5 separate regions of the Mus musculus genome follow, and regions 2, 3, 4 and 5 are each linked to region 1. A link is a contact called in public HiChIP or PLAC-seq and promoter capture Hi-C data. All regions are on one chromosome and are shown on one strand. Each heading gives the region's core, a stretch centred on a gene start, on an enhancer-like site or on the middle of the called end of the contact. The rest is flanking DNA. Distances are from core to core; before and after follow the strand shown.

Region 1 (2,892 bases), core at 285-2,784:
AATAGTTTCTTGAAGTGAGGAACGGCGCTGATACACACAATATTAAGCAAAGTCGGCTGCAAACATCAGTTCCGAAAAAAGGGCATTCTTTCAGTAGGGTTATAGGTACGTCTGGGAGTTGTAAATCCATGCCAGGCTCCAGAAGCCATGCCTTCCAAGGGCCGGTAACAGCAAAGACTTAACAGCCAGGAATCAGTAAGCCAGGCAGTGTTGGCGCATACAGAGTCCTCCTGCGCAGAGTTTATGATGTAGTAAAGAAGTTTAAGATGGAGACCTGAGATTGCACACTGATGGCCTGTAGGCTATATTGGGACCATGGGCTTGTTTTGTTTGGCTTGTACCAGGGTGAGTCTTCTCAATGTCTAAAAAAGAGAAGGGGAGGGCAGGTCAGGGAGCCCAGGAAAGAGACAAAGAGGCAGCTGATCAGATAAATGTGTGATTTCCTTTTAGTATAGAAAAAGATGCATTTCCAACTTTCTTCGAAAAGCCAGAAGATCTGCCAATAATGGGCGGACACTGCCACATTTCTTCCTGCGGATGGTTGGCTGCAGTCACAGCTGCTGCCTTCCCTTGGTGCTCTCTCTCTAGTTCCCCAGCTCTGGCCGGATTCTCACCTATCACCCTTTGACATGGCTGCTTCCATAAACGCCTCCTCACGGCATTTATTTAATCTCTTCCAAATAGAAACAAGCCGTTGGAGTCTGGAGAAACATGGAAACCGCCGCATTTGTGTGTCAAGTGAGGTGACCCTGGTTCAGGCGGAGGAGGTGGTAATAAAAGTGAGGAGAAACTGTCAGAATTAGGGATCTACAGAATTGATATTGGAGGATGGGATTGACTGGGAAAGGTTAAAAATAGTTCCAATTTACTCAAAAAGAAAACCGGTGTGTGTGTGTGGGGGGGGGGGGGATCAGTTTTAAAGACCTTTAAAAATAAACACGAAACTATTTTAAAAAGCTTTCCCTTGCTGTCCAAGCTGACCGTTTGGAGGGGAAGAGAAGCCAGACAGCCGGATTAGTACAGAGCTACCCTGTAAGACAGCTCGAGCACCTCTAAGCCTCCACTTGCTGAAGCCTGAGAGCTCAAGGCGCTCCCGGCTTCCAGATGTGGGGCGGTGTCCCGTGAACAGCTGGGACTGTGTCCTGAGAAATGGCCACTCGTCCTCAGCTCCGGGTTCAGCACTATCTCCACCTGCAGAGGATTTTCCCCCTTTGGGAGCAATATTAAGGCTACATCTAGTAAGCTGTGTGGTATCTGATGCTCAGCCAGAGGTCTCTGTCTCTTAGGGTTTCTATTACAAATCAATGAAAACGGCGAAGTTGTAGCTGAAGATACTTTTTAACGCTTTAGATTGGCTAGAAAGGTCTCCAGCTCTCCAGAGCGAGGACGACCGTTTCGCTATAAGGCGGGTGAGCTTGGCTAACCCAAGTGCCACTTCCAGGCTCGCTGCGGACAGCAGAAGCCAGGCCTCGGCCACTCCCGACGCGCATGCGCCGGCCGCCGCGGCCCTCCGCCGCCGCCCCCCCTCCCCCTCATCATCCGGGTCCCCGGCGAGCGGGCGCCGAGCGCTTGTCCCGGGGCCGAGCTGCTAATAAAGTTGCGGCGCGTGCACAGCGCGGCGACGGCGTGAGGAGAGCGCGCCTGGGCGGCGGGGAGGTGAGTGAGGGGCCCCAGGGCGGGCGCTCGGGGCCCGGCGGAGGGACAAGCGCCGGCGGCAGCGGCCCGCGTGAGGCTGGAGGCCTAGAGGCTCCCCACGCGGGACCTGACGGCACGGGACGGGGCTCCGCGCAGCGCGGGAGGCCCCGGTGCTAAGGAGGCCCCGCGCGGCCGACGAGGCCGGCGCGGACGAGGCCGCTGCCACCTCGGCGCGCCACCGACGCCCGGGCCCGCGCGCGGAGCCGCGCAGGCGGCCTAGGCCGAGCGCGCGCCCCGCCGCTTTGTGTCTGGGAGATAAGGATCCGCGCTTATCGGTGGGAATTACACTCCGGCCAGCCGGCTGGCGGCGACCCGCCCCTGCGCCCGCCCGCCCGCCCGCCCGCCCGCTCGCCCGCCCGTCACTCTCCGGACGTCGCAGAGGCTCCCTCGCTGCGCTAAACTTTGTGTGAGGAAGCGAAGCAGCTTTTGTCTCTGCCCCGGTCCCGGTGGTTCCCTTGGGCATGCGTGCCCAAGTTCAGACTCCATCCCCTCCCCCTGCCCTTTCTCCTCTGCGCTTCTGGCTGCGCCGAGCCGGGAACCCTAAGCTCTGGGAACTTCCCCGGTGGCGGCCGTCTTAGGGTCAGAGCATGCTCAGTGGCCCGGACTTTTCGGTTGCAGAAGGAGCTGGCGGGGATGGTCGAGGTATTTGGAGGTGTGCCAGCGATCCGAAGCGTGTCTCTGTGTGTGTGTGTGTGTGTGTGTGTGTGTGTGTCCGGTTTGTGATGGCCCCGGCGAAAGGAGTCCCGGCCAACCTGGAAGGCAGGAACGGCCGAACACTGTAGGCTAGATCTTTATCTTGATCGTAAAAGACAGTGTTTCCTGAGCAGCTGGAGGGGGGTGGGGGGTGGGTATTTCTGGCTGCTGCTGCGTTTAGATGGGTGTGGTGCTAAGTATATCTTGTTTATCTTTCTGTGGAAAAAGTTTTGAAGTCTGGTGGAGTTGATCACATCATGCCTGTTGCCTAGCACTATCAAGTGTATGCCTACCTAGCAACGGACACTGGGCGATCAATGGAATTTGTTGGTTGCTTTGACAGAGGCTAAGCGAAAGGGTACATGTGATTTCTTTTCTTTCTGACAGGGTTTTGCTAGGCAGACCTTGAACTCTGGCCAATCCTCCTGCCTCAGCTTCCAAGTGCTGGGATTACAGGGGTGAGCCATCACCAACTCTGGCTGTGTGTTTCTTTTTTAAACAAAG
Region 2 (2,892 bases), core at 247-2,746, 1.7 Mb after region 1:
ACGACCACCATTATTCAGCAAAGCCACGGAATCTTTAATCACCAACACCATTATTTTAGGCAACGTAAAAAAGGCTATTTCCCAACAATTTTACCTCTAACCCAACTCTCCAAGACTGCAACCAAACCATCACAACTGGTCCAGTTAACTCGTAGTCCTACCAAAGCCAAGGACCAACACAGGATCTTAAAGTCGAGGCATCACCCTCATGCCTTCTCCTATTCCAAAACGCCGGCAGCAAATGACGATCCCTCTGGGGACCACTTTAAATGCAGAGATCGGCCGGCCACTCCGCTAAACCCCCGGCCGCGGGGGTAAATGGATTCAGGCAAATCAGCCGGGTCTACGCACACAAACAGGCCCAGCCAGCCCTCTCGTCCCGCGGCCGCTGTTCCCACAGCGCGCTGGTGTTAACAGGTCCGCCGAGCGAGACCGACCGCGCGCGCTCGCCTCCCGCCCACGGGCCGGGCCTGGAAGCAGCGGCCAGCGACCGTCGCCGAGCGGCGAGCCTCTCCTCACCCGGATCCGACAGGAAATGGCGGCCCGCGTAATGGCGACTACGTGCGACTAGGCGGAGTCGCGCGAGACCCCCCTCCCCCACCCAGCACGCGGGCTCGCGAGCGCCCGTCCCCCGCACCTCCCCCACCACCCGAGACAAAGCCGCCGCGGCCGCCCCATCGGCCCCGCCGCGCAGCACCCCCCACCCCGGAGGTGGGGTGAGGAGGGAGGCCCACGCCGTGGAGGGACAAAGGGCGGCCGGGGCGCACACACACACACCACACCCGCGAGTCCACCGGACGGCCCGGCGCTCCCTCCACACGGGGCGCCCGCGTCGCAAACCCACAGGCCTCTCCTTCCCGGGTCCCTCAAGCCACCTAGCGCCGGCACGCCAACCGCAGGGGCACGCTCGGGGAAATGGCGGCGGTGGGGGGAGGGGAACCCGGGCAACGTTCCCCGGCGGGCCACGGCCGCCCCGAACGCCACCCCGGACAGCCGACTACGGCGTCCGACCCCGCTCCAGCCAGCGCGACCCGCCCGTCCCGCTCACCGCGCGAGTCCGCCGTTGCCTCCCGGCCGCGCCGCCTCCGACGGTCGGTCACTGCTAGACAGAGAACGAGGACAAACCCCCTCCCACTTCAGCGTCGCGCCCCATTGGCTGCCCAGGCTTCGGCGGTGGTGCGAGCGCGAAGCGATTGGCCCGTGGCCGCGTCAATTACGGCGCCGAGAACCCCGCCTTCCGCCGGCGACTCCCTTTGGGCTGGAAGGCCGCGGGCCTGAGAAAACTCGGGCATGGGGATAGCCCAAGCCGCCATCCCGGGGCGCCAACCCGCTCCGGGGACTCGCTACCCCGAAGCCCTAGCCCACCCAGATACCTACAGGCCGCAATCGAGTGGGAGACGAGCACGACGGCGACGTCCGTGCAGCGGAGAAGCAGAGGATAATGGCGTCTGCAGCGCTGTCGCCTGTAGCGCCCTCCTCCTTTCTCGTTCGCGCACTCTGTGGTGAGGGGGAGGGGAGTAGTGACAGACCTCTCGCGAGACTTCAGCGGCGCTGCTCACGTGTGCCGGGAGGGGCGACTGCGGGGGGATTTTCGAGCCCCGAGGGAGTTTGGCGCGATTGGAGGAGGGACGGTCGCCCCGTGAGCGCCCGATTGGGCGGGAAGAAGTGAAAGAGGGAAAAGAGAACCCAGCTGGGAACGGGAGAGGGAGAGCGGCGCGCGGCCCTGGGATCACGCTGCGGTGCGAGGCGAGGCGAGGCGAGGCGGGAAGGCCAGGTCGGTCGGTGCTCCGCCCGGGTTCCGCAGCTACCCGTTGTCGCGTCTCGCTCGCCCCCTCCCTCCCCGGCGCTGCGGGCTCTGCGCCCCCTCCGCGGCGCCCGGGAAACCCGCTGTGCTAACGGCTCCCCCGGCGGGGAGGGCGGGGGAGGGCTGGAAGCGGCGCCCGCTCCCAGGGAGCCCGGGGCTTACTTCCGTGTTGGGCCGGTGCGATGCAGACCCCCCGGGAACGCCGCGTAGGGAATGCCCGCGCGTCCGTGCTGCAGCGCTCCCTGGGACCCTCCCTGAGAAAGCTCGCAGGCACACTGCCCCGCCATGGCTGCCCCACCAGGGGAAGGGAGGGTCACTGCGGGTGCTCGCCTCGCTCCTCATCCTCACAGCAGAGCTCCACGGTCCCCAGACTCTGGCTGATGTCCGGATGTCAGCCTGTAGGGGTGACCTCCAGTTAGCGAGGCGTGTGTGCGAGCGCACCCTGTCCTACCTTTCCCTCGAATAATCCCAAAATGTGCACACCGGCCAGCACCCTGTAAATCGCTCCGTTACAGAGCGGTCGAGCCATCCTTTACCTAACTGACAGAAGAGACTGGGGCTTGAGGATCTGGTGAGGGGGCTCTCGTTCTGAGACAGCCTAGTGTAGCCCTGGCTGTCGTGGGATCCTGTAGATCTCCTGCCGCTGCCTCTCAAACGCTGGCATTAAAAGCGTGTGCCCCCACTCCTGGCTCAAGATTTTTCATATGGTGGTTTTTGACCCGGAGGGTCTCTCAAGAGATCCACCTGCCTCGTCCTCCCAAAGCAGGGATTAAAGGCAAGCGTAACCATGGCCAGCTAAAGTTAGTATTTCTTTTTTTCTTTTTCTTTTTTTTTTTTTTTTTTCCGAGACAGGGTTTCTCTGTGTAGTCTTGGCTGTCCTGGAACTCTGTAGACCAGGCTGGCCTCGAACTCAGAAATCCAATGCCTCTGCCTCCCAAGTGCTGGGAGTAAAAGCGTGTGCCACCACTGCCCGGCAAGTTAGTATTTCTAGTACAACATTTTTTTTTTCCGAGGCAAGGTTTCTCCGTGTAACCCTGGCTGGTCTGGAACTCAGAGATCCCCCTGTCTCTGCCTCCCGAGTGCTGAGA
Region 3 (2,892 bases), core at 207-2,706, 1.7 Mb after region 1:
TTCAGCAAATCCTACTGGCCTGCGCCACCAGAACCAGCCCAAGCTTTTCAAGAAATACTTTTTTCCTAGAGAAAACTAGTATACATTTTACATTCTGATTTTCATCCAACTTTATCAACTTTTTGTGCTTCCCCATCTTTGAGTGACAAGCCTTATATGGATGGCTGAAACATTTAACAGAATAAAAGGCAAAAATAAAGGAAATCTCCGATTAGAAAAAATAAAAAGGGATAGATTTTAAGCACATTTTGTTATTGCTTCTTGTCCACAGTGAACAAACTTCAAATTTTAAGTTGCTGGCCTTAAACCTGGCTTTGGAAGGAAAAGCATTAACTCAGAATGATCATACCTGCTAAACCCCTCCCTCAGCAACAAACTCACCTCAAACTCTGCCTCGTCCCTGTAAGAAGGGAAGTTCTCAACAATCAGCTGCATTAACTTCTGCGCACTTCTGCCACTTTTTTGGACACAGTTAAGAAAAGAGCCTCCAAACTTCTCCAGTAGGATTTTCCCAGTTTCATTGAGAATCCGATGTCTCTCTTCCATTAAAGGCATGGGCACAGCTGTGTCTGAACGAAATATATCCCGCACCTGCTCGAGGCTCACTGTGGCGTAGTAGGAGGCGCTGGTTATCGGTATCCCTTTAAAGAGAACAATCCACAGATTTTTTATTTAATTTTTTGCAATTAGCAAAAAATATGAAATCAAATTCATGTTAAAGAAGGCAGAGTGTTGTGGCGCTGGCCTAATCAGCTGGATGGGATCCCTGTGGGTTCGAGGCTAGTGTAGTCTGAATTCTACACTGAACAGGACTACTCTGCCTGCCTCTGCTTCCAGAGTGCTGGGATTAAAGGCGTGCGCCACCACCGCCCGGCAAATAAATCTTTTTTTTTTTTTTAATGATTTTTTTTTTTTTTTTTTTTTTTTTAAGAAAACCGGCTTTGCCTCCTGTGCTGATTGGCATACATTGCTTCTGTATGTCCGGACTTCTGCTTTGGGCAGAGGTCACCTCCCGCGCCTCGCAGCACCCACCCAGGTTTAAGGCTGGCACCCACCTTGGTCGAGCGCGCGGTTGACGGCGGCGCACAGGGCCCAGTAGCCAGTGTAGGGCGTCCCGCCGTAGCGCACCGCACACTTGCTGTCCTCCCGCTCGGCCCAGAAGGAGAAGTTGAGCGAGTCCACCAGGAACACCCAGCCGAGCGCAGCCTCGTCCGCCCCGCGCGGGTTGAGCTCGTGCAGGGACTTCCACTGCTCCACGCGCCACGCCGCGGCCGCGGGCAGCAGCAGCTCGGCCGCCCTGCGCACGCCCTCGTGGTCCACGAGCACGTCGCGACTGTTCTCGGCCACGAACCTCGCCGACTCGCGCGGCGAAAGCGGTGGCCCCATGCTGTTTCGAACCCGGAGCCTCGGCCTCCGCCAGGGCCAAGCACTTGCGCCCACTTCCGGGTCTGAGGTCCGGAAGTTGCCCTGCGGGAAGCTTCCGGCCGGCCTCTGGGACTCCTTGTGTTCGGCCGTCGTGTTTCTTGTCGCGTCCCCGTCGCACTCCCGTCTTTGAGGAAGGCTTGGGATCGCGCGGGGCGTGGGGACTCTGGTTGCTGCCCGGCGCCACCCCGAGGCTAGGTGCCTCGGAGGGCCGCTCAGCACACCCCACACTTCAGAGGCCGAATGAAGGTTTAGGAGTCACTGGAACATTGACTGCATGAGGGAACAGTACAGTTAAACCTTGCATCTGACGCCCTTGCATCCAACAGGAGTGATGGTGATCCCAGGTTTGCAAGGAAAGGGAAATGATTCCAGGAGGAGGTTCCCCACCACCAAGCAATGGCCTAGATTGAAATGTATGCCTGTGTTTGTCTGTCAGACTAAATCAAGGGAACTGTCTGAACCAGACACAAACGCCAGTCGTTCTGACGGTCAAGGTGTGTCACAGCAAGACAGTGCAAAAGTCCCTCCATCTTGTACTCTTGCTGAGGCGGTTCCAGGTTTAACTAGAATCTGATCTTGATGAAGAGTCCCGTGGGTAATTACCCAACTGTATTCAAGGAGCCCAAAGGTCAGCTAACTTATCTTAGCTAAAAGATCTTGCTTTCTGGGAAGCCCTCGTACAGCTGCAAAGCAAAGTACCCGGGTGTGATTTCTTGCCTTTAAAAAACTGTTGATCTGGACAGTTGGAACCACACCTCCTAGGTCTCTGAATACCTACCTGGGTGTGGTCCCAGCCAGCTGGAATAGACTTTCAATTGATTATAAACTGTGTGACTAGTCATCTCTATAGGGTTACCTGGAACAAAGTAGGAATTATAAAGTATCAACCCAACCCCTAAAACTTAACATACTTAAGATACATTGGTCAATGTTGAAAAGATGCCTGGAGATGCAGAATCAGTATGAAAGTATGTTTTTATTATCTGGGCGTTTCTCATTGTTGTTCTGAGGCAAGGCCTCTGTGGCCTTGGATCACCTGGAATTTACTATGTGGACCAGCTAGACTCAAACTCATATAGATCTACCTGCCTCTATCTTCTCAGTGCTAGGATTGAAGGCATAGGCCACCATACGCGGCTTTGTTTTTTCTTTTAAATACTGATTTTTCTATCCTGCAATTTTGCTTTAATTAAAGAGTTTCCTAGTAGATTCCATAAAGGTCTTTTTAGAAAAAAGTATTTTTATTTTGTGTATGAATGTTTTGCCTGCATGCATGTATGTGTTCCATGTGTGTGCCTGCTGCCTGCAGAGGCTAGAAGAGGGTGTTGGAGCCCCTGGAACTGGAGTTACAAGATATTGGGAACAGCCATATGGGTACTGGGTTCAGACCTGGGTCCACTGGAAGAGAAGCCAGTACTCTTAACTTTGAGGGCATCTCTCAAACGCCTCTATAATGTCTTATAAGTA
Region 4 (2,892 bases), core at 260-2,759, 1.2 Mb after region 1:
CCCCCACATCCCACCTGGCACTCTCCTGGGGAAAGGATTCTCTGATTCTCTGCGCTGCCTGTTCCCTTTTCCCTTCCACTGAAGTCTGGAAGACTCCAAGCCACTGCACTGTTCCCTGCTATCCCATCAAGTTCATTGCCAGGAGGCCCCCAAGACCTCCCCTCATGCCTGACCTCATGGCTTCTTAATAAATGAGCTATACACATCACTAGAGATTTTTTTTTCCTGATGCACCCAAAAGATAGCCAGATCCTGCAGCTCCCAGGACCTTCCTTCCAGGGTTTGGTAAAGTCAGTCTGCCATCAGTAGCTCTCAGACACTTGGAGAGCCCCTCTCCCCAAGCTGCTTAAGGTTTGTGCCCTGTTTCTGTGAGGACAGCTGCATCGATCCTACAAGTGCACATACCTGGAATACAGGTAACACGCAAGAGCACCCAGCCTTCCAAGTTCTCTTTAAAGTTCCTCTCAGGCTAGACGGATGCACTGTGGACCTCCATGAGAGGTTTGAACCTACCACCCCCAACCCCTACACTGGTCTCTGAGCCCCCCCCCCCCATTTTCCACCCCCAGCCGAACTCACATCTCGGAAGCGGTTCCAGTACTTGTCACGGTCATACTGGGAGACAGTGCTCAGCCACTGGTCATTGTCTAGGAAATTGGCGTTGTTGAGGGCCGCGCCACCGGCCAGCGCGTCCAGGTGCCGGCTGTCCACTTGGAGGAAGCACCACGCCGCGGCGGCCGCCGCGAGCACCGCGATCGCTGGCATCTGGGGGCAGGGCACACGGGCGTGAGCCGGTGACAACAGGGCTACCTCAAGCCCCTCACTCCCACCGGGTGTCTGGGCGCCTAGGGGCGCGCACAAGCTGCAGCGCCTGGGCTCACCGCGGGGACAGGGTGGTCCCTCTCACACCTGGGACGGAGGTTGCACCTGGAGAGCCCTTATGCATGGAAACAGCTACAAACGCAGAGCCTAGGTCACCGACTCGGGGCCGCCGTCAAACTACTGAAGACCCTCTCACCGGCTCTCCGTTGTGGGGCTCCAGTACATCTCCCCCAAAACCCGGATGCTCAATGTGCCAGCCGCACTCCCACAGACGGGCCCCACAGCTCTGGTGTAGGGATAGGGATAACGGCGCTCTGAGCATCATCCCAGGCTCTGGCAGACGGGGGCTTTGGGGTGCCCTCAAGCCGGGCTTCCCGTTCCCAGCTAAGGCAAAGGTCTCTCTGCTCCCGGCCCGCGGCTTCTGCGCAACAGGGACACGCAGAAATGCCCCCAGGCCCTGACCCTGCCAGCCCGGGAGATGGCCTCAGGAAGGTCCCAACTACGCCAAATATGCCAAGTTGGGGCTCAGTGTTCTGCGGACACGTACCTTGGGAGCCCGCCCGAGTCCCGGCGCCCGAGTTGCTGGGGTTCCTGTACCGCGGTGGCTGGGAAGGCTGATGCCCGGCTCGTTCCCTTGCGCACCTGCCGCCGCCGCGCGTCCGGCCGCTTTGTGAGCCCGCAGCGCTCTGGCTCGTCTCGGGCGCGGCGTCCGCGGGCGGAGAAGCCTGAGCTCCTAGCCGAGGCCTCTGGCGCCCCCTGGCGGCTACTTGGCGCTCAGCGGTCCCATCCGGGAGCGTGATTCATTCGCAGCTCTACAGGGCTGACACAGATTTCAAGCTCAGGGAAATGATGTTAGAAGGCCAAGAAGTCGCCAGTGTTGAGGGACTCTCAACGAGTAAGTGCTTGGGACACCCGTCTCAGAATCTCTACGGTGGAGAGAGGAGACTCTCTCCAAGAGTCGGCCCTTTAAATGAGTCCCTGTTGCGTCTTGTGCACAGACAATATTTAGGTGAACTTCTCTACTCCCTGGTTCAAGCCATACACCCAGCATCTCTAAGTCTGATCTCCAACCAGAGCCACCCCTAAGAGTCCTGTGGAACCGACCTCCAGCTTCAAGCACGGACAGAAGGAGAAAGCTGGCCTTGACCCAGCCCTCTCTTCTCTTTCCAAATACTCAGCGTGTTTGGTTTAATAGGGGTGGGAGCGACTTAACAGGTGCATCGCTGCCTACTTCTTGGCACAGCTATAGCCTATAGCCCTGAACACACACACACACACACACACACCAAACTCAAAACCCTTCAGGACACTTCCCTGAGAAACACCCAAACCCTAGTCCCCTGCACACCTGGTCCTTGCCCTCTTACCCTTCTGCCTCTGTTTGCCCCCACCCACCCACCCACCCCTGCCTTCTTGTCCCCACTTTCTACACAGGCTAGCCTTGGGGTCAGACCCCAGTGGCAAGGGCTCCTCCAGGCCTGGGATCACTTTGCCCCTGGGCAGACTTGAGCTACCAGAATATCTGAATGCATTCTGCAGCTGCCTCATCTCCATTTGTTCCGAGATTTGTGGTCCCTGTGATTCAGGCCAGGACCTCGGTGACACTGCCCTGAGAACTCAGTGTTTCTCCAGCTGCAAGCTCACTGCGCTTAAGGTCACTTATGGCAAGCGTGACCTTCCCGTGGGCTGGAACTCTCTGACAGTGCGATCTGCCTTGCTCTCAGCAGCTGCACCAGTCATGACACACCACCAACAGTCAGTATCAGAGGGATCCTGAGCCCTGCTTTTCAATATGCCACCACGATGATGTGGCCGGTTGTGAGTCGTGCTGTAATAATTGGGCAGATGGCATGGTTTAAGCATGTGAATTGCAGTTCTTGTGCATTCTGGGAGGCCTTAGTACAGGAGAAGTGGAGTCTTTTTTTTTCATGTTGGGGAAACACCTCACCCAGAGAGTATCTTATCACGGGGATGAACACAGTGAGTATCTGATGTCATAGCTGGAGAGAGAGAGGCTTGGGATAGTGAGAGGAATGCATCTCATTTCAAGAGAAACTTATGTGCCAAGTT
Region 5 (2,892 bases), core at 220-2,719, 1.1 Mb before region 1:
TCTGCCTTCCGAGTGCTGGGATTAAAGGCGTGTGCCACCACCGCCTGGCTAATTTGGGTTTTTATGTAAAATTTAGTTTCTTGAGTTTGAGGTCTAACACTAGAGCAACAGGTCACCTGACTGTCTTATCGCCTGATGGCCCTGCCTAACTGGTCTCTGCAGGAGGTCAATCCTGCCTTTAAGATCTGCCACATCAGGCTGGAGAGATGACTCAGTGGTTAAGAGCACTGACTGATCTTCCAGAGGTCCTGAGTTCAATTCCCAGCAACCACATGGTGTCTCACAACCGTCTGTAATGGGCATCCGATGCCTTCTGATGTGTCTGAAGAGAGTGACAGTGTACTCACATATATAAAATAAATCTTAAAAGAAAATTAAAAAAAAAAAAAAGGTCTGCCCCATCTATGGTTGACTTGGTAAGTTTCTGGTGTGGGATGCAGAGCCCTAGGTGAGCCACAGAGCAAATCATTGAGTTGTGTTTGTTAGGGTTTAAGAGGGGAAAGAAAGTTAAGAACAATTAACTTAACCAATAGTGAAGATCTACCTTGAAACAATGCACTTGAAATTGGAGATCATGGATTGTGGCTGGAAAGATTGTGCACACAAACCAATGACCTGCCTGTGCCTTGGTCCTTTCATCTTCACAATGGAAATAATACCTATTCATAAAGACTGAATAAAAGCACAGCCATAAAGAACTTAGAACAGGAGCTGGAGAGATGGCTCGATGCTCTTCCAGAGGTCCTGAGTTCAAATCTCAGCAACCACATGGTGGCTCACGGGCTGACAACCATCCGTAATGAGATCTGATGCCCTCTCCTGGACTGTCTGAAGTCAGCTACAGTGTACTTACATATAATAACTAAATCTTAAAAAAAAATGAGTAGCACAAAGTAAAACTTAATAAATGTTAGGTACTTATTAGAATATTAAATTTTGCCTGAAAGAACAGACATGAAGTCTAGTAACTGCCTCTCTTTTCCCAGGTGGGGAAGAGGGGAAGAGAGTAGATAAATTCACACAGGCAAAGAGGCGGCTCAGTCTCCTATTCATTCCTTAGGTTCTCAAATCGGACGACAGCATTTATATAGTGTGACTGTGCCAAGCACTGCACCAAATGGGTTTTCGTTTCCTACAATGACCACACAGAATACGAACAATTTATATAACCCAAGTGATGAAACCGTCACAGAGAAATCGACTCGCCTCAGCGTTGTTAAATTATCAGAGCAGTGTTTGAAGCACAATCAGTCTTCCGAGATCAGCTCCGAATTCTGAACTGGATCTTATGCTCCAAGAGTACGTGCTTTCTCTGCTGGGCTGACCGTAGGAATGCTGCGATGATACCAGCCTTCACTTGGGGGAAAAAGGAGGAAGATGTACCTTATCCCAGACGTTCTGTTATGCAGTACACGTCTAGTTCCAGCTAGTCTCTAGCTTGTTTGGTCGCCTTTGACTTGGGTGATGGGAGGGAACTCCCTTTCTTGTGACATCCAGTGGGCCCTTGTATGTAGTGAGAACCTAGCTAGGTCCCGCCATCGGTTCTCCAGACAGCAGAACCTTATAAGCTGTGGCTCTGAGGTGCAGCCGGCCCAACCGGAGGGACGGACTCGGCGGACCGGGGGGCGGGGCGGGGGCGGAGACGCCGCGTAGGCTGGGCAGGCCGGGCAGCGGGGCTTTGAGCCAGAGCCCCATGTCCTGCTGTGTCCCGCCACGATGTTGCCCTCCCGGAGGAAAGCGGCGCAGCTGCCCTGGGAGGATGGCAGGTGAGCGGCCGCAACGGGCAGGAGCCGCGTCCCCCTGGGTGCCATTCCTTTTCTCGACCTCCTGCAAATCTTAGCAGCCCTACGCTGTCGCATCTGGGTTTCTGGGGGTCACCCTGAGTGTTTGTGGTTCTCTGGGGGTGGGGGGAACGTCATTGGTATTGTCTGCACGGCTCTCTTTTCCTACTAGCTTCTATTCTGCGCGTCCCTGTGTCTGGGTCTCTGCCTTGCTCTCTCCATTGATCTTTTTGTTTGGACCGCGAACTAGTCCAGTGGCTCTCAACCTGTGGGTCGCGGCCCCCTTGGGTTGCATATATCAGACATTTATGTTACGATTCATAACAATAACAAAACCACAAATGTGGAATAACGACGACATTTATGGTTGGGGACCACCACAACCGTGAGGAGTTGTATAAAAGGGCTGCAGCAGTAGGAAGGCTGAGAACCACTCTTTCTCCTGTGCCTTTGTGTGTTTGTCTGTCTGTTTTCATGTAGCAGATGATTCTGTTCGTTTCTTACAGCGGATCTCTCTGTGTTGTGGCGCTGAAGGTCTTTATTTATTTATTTATTTATTTTCTGTCTGCCCCGTCATATCCATGTGACTTCAAATCCTATCCTTCGCCTTCATGCCCTCTCATACTTTGCGGTTGGCCGGGAAGATCACACCAGACAGAGCTTCCTGTGTTCTCTTCCTGGTTGGTTAGCCATTGCCTGTCTTATACTAGACACACCCAGTAGTTCATTTCCTGTGCTGCTGTACTTGTGTGGGGGTCTGCTTTAAGTGTTAGGTGTGAGTCTGGCTCATACCCGAGTTTAAGATATTTCTCACTGAAACAGAATGGCGGAGGTGATTTTCCTGCCTAGATTTATGGGGCATTACACTTTTAGGCTTGAAGCATCTTTTTGTTTGGACCTTGGGCTAGTCCAGTGGTTCTCAACCTGTGGGTCGCGCCCCCCCATGGGTTGCATACATCAGATATTTATATTATGATCCATAACAATAACAAAGTCACAGGTATGGAGGAACAATGTAATTTATGGTTGGGGGCCCCCATTTTCTTTCCCCCAACACGTTAGTGTATATTCACTTAATGAATGACACATTTGTTAGATATTGTAAGGCTCT

Evidence for each region. Promoter capture Hi-C pulls out the DNA fragments that hold promoters and counts their contacts. HiChIP or PLAC-seq counts read pairs in DNA pulled down with a chosen protein or histone mark.
Region 2: a FOXA1 HiChIP or PLAC-seq map of pancreatic cancer cells shows a contact between it and region 1. The contact joins the promoter of Hnrnpk here to the promoter of Smad5 in region 1. A contact is called at or near these places in 1 of 115 datasets of contacts at active chromatin or transcription factors (pancreatic cancer cells) and 1 of 9 other capture datasets (liver).
Region 3: a promoter capture Hi-C map of liver shows a contact between it and region 1, with 5 times the contacts expected there. The contact joins the promoter of 2210016F16Rik here to the promoter of Smad5 in region 1. A contact is called at or near these places in 2 of 39 promoter capture datasets (liver and pre-B cells) and 1 of 9 other capture datasets (liver).
Region 4: a promoter capture Hi-C map of hippocampal neurons shows a contact between it and region 1, with 5 times the contacts expected there. The contact joins the promoter of Spock1 here to the promoter of Smad5 in region 1. A contact is called at or near these places in 1 of 39 promoter capture datasets (hippocampal neurons) and 1 of 115 datasets of contacts at active chromatin or transcription factors (stem cell-derived neural progenitor cells).
Region 5: a promoter capture Hi-C map of pre-B cells shows a contact between it and region 1, with 3 times the contacts expected there. The contact joins the promoter of B4galt7 here to the promoter of Smad5 in region 1. A contact is called at or near these places in 2 of 39 promoter capture datasets (liver and pre-B cells).

What each region holds. Positions count from the first base shown.
Region 1 is chr13:56,701,476-56,704,367 of GRCm38.p6, forward strand. It overlaps Smad5 (SMAD family member 5), which reads left to right and starts at 1,535. Exons shown (of 7, transcript NM_008541.3): 1 at 1,535-1,656.
Region 2 is chr13:58,401,016-58,403,907 of GRCm38.p6, forward strand. It overlaps Hnrnpk (heterogeneous nuclear ribonucleoprotein K), which reads right to left and starts at 1,497. Exons shown (of 16, transcript NM_025279.3): 1 at 1,378-1,497. Rmi1 (RecQ mediated genome instability 1) reads left to right here and starts at 1,582. Exons shown (of 3, transcript NM_028904.3): 1 at 1,582-1,774.
Region 3 is chr13:58,383,769-58,386,660 of GRCm38.p6, forward strand. 2210016F16Rik (RIKEN cDNA 2210016F16 gene) reads right to left here and starts at 1,457. Exons shown (of 4, transcript NM_027335.1): 1 at 1,056-1,457; 2 at 382-641. The coding sequence starts at 1,386.
Region 4 is chr13:57,906,823-57,909,714 of GRCm38.p6, forward strand. Spock1 (sparc/osteonectin, cwcv and kazal-like domains proteoglycan 1) reads right to left here and starts at 1,510. Exons shown (of 12, transcript NM_009262.3): 1 at 1,370-1,510; 2 at 580-765. The coding sequence starts at 765.
Region 5 is chr13:55,598,427-55,601,318 of GRCm38.p6, forward strand. B4galt7 (xylosylprotein beta1,4-galactosyltransferase, polypeptide 7 (galactosyltransferase I)) reads left to right here and starts at 1,470. Exons shown (of 6, transcript NM_146045.2): 1 at 1,470-1,766. The coding sequence starts at 1,717.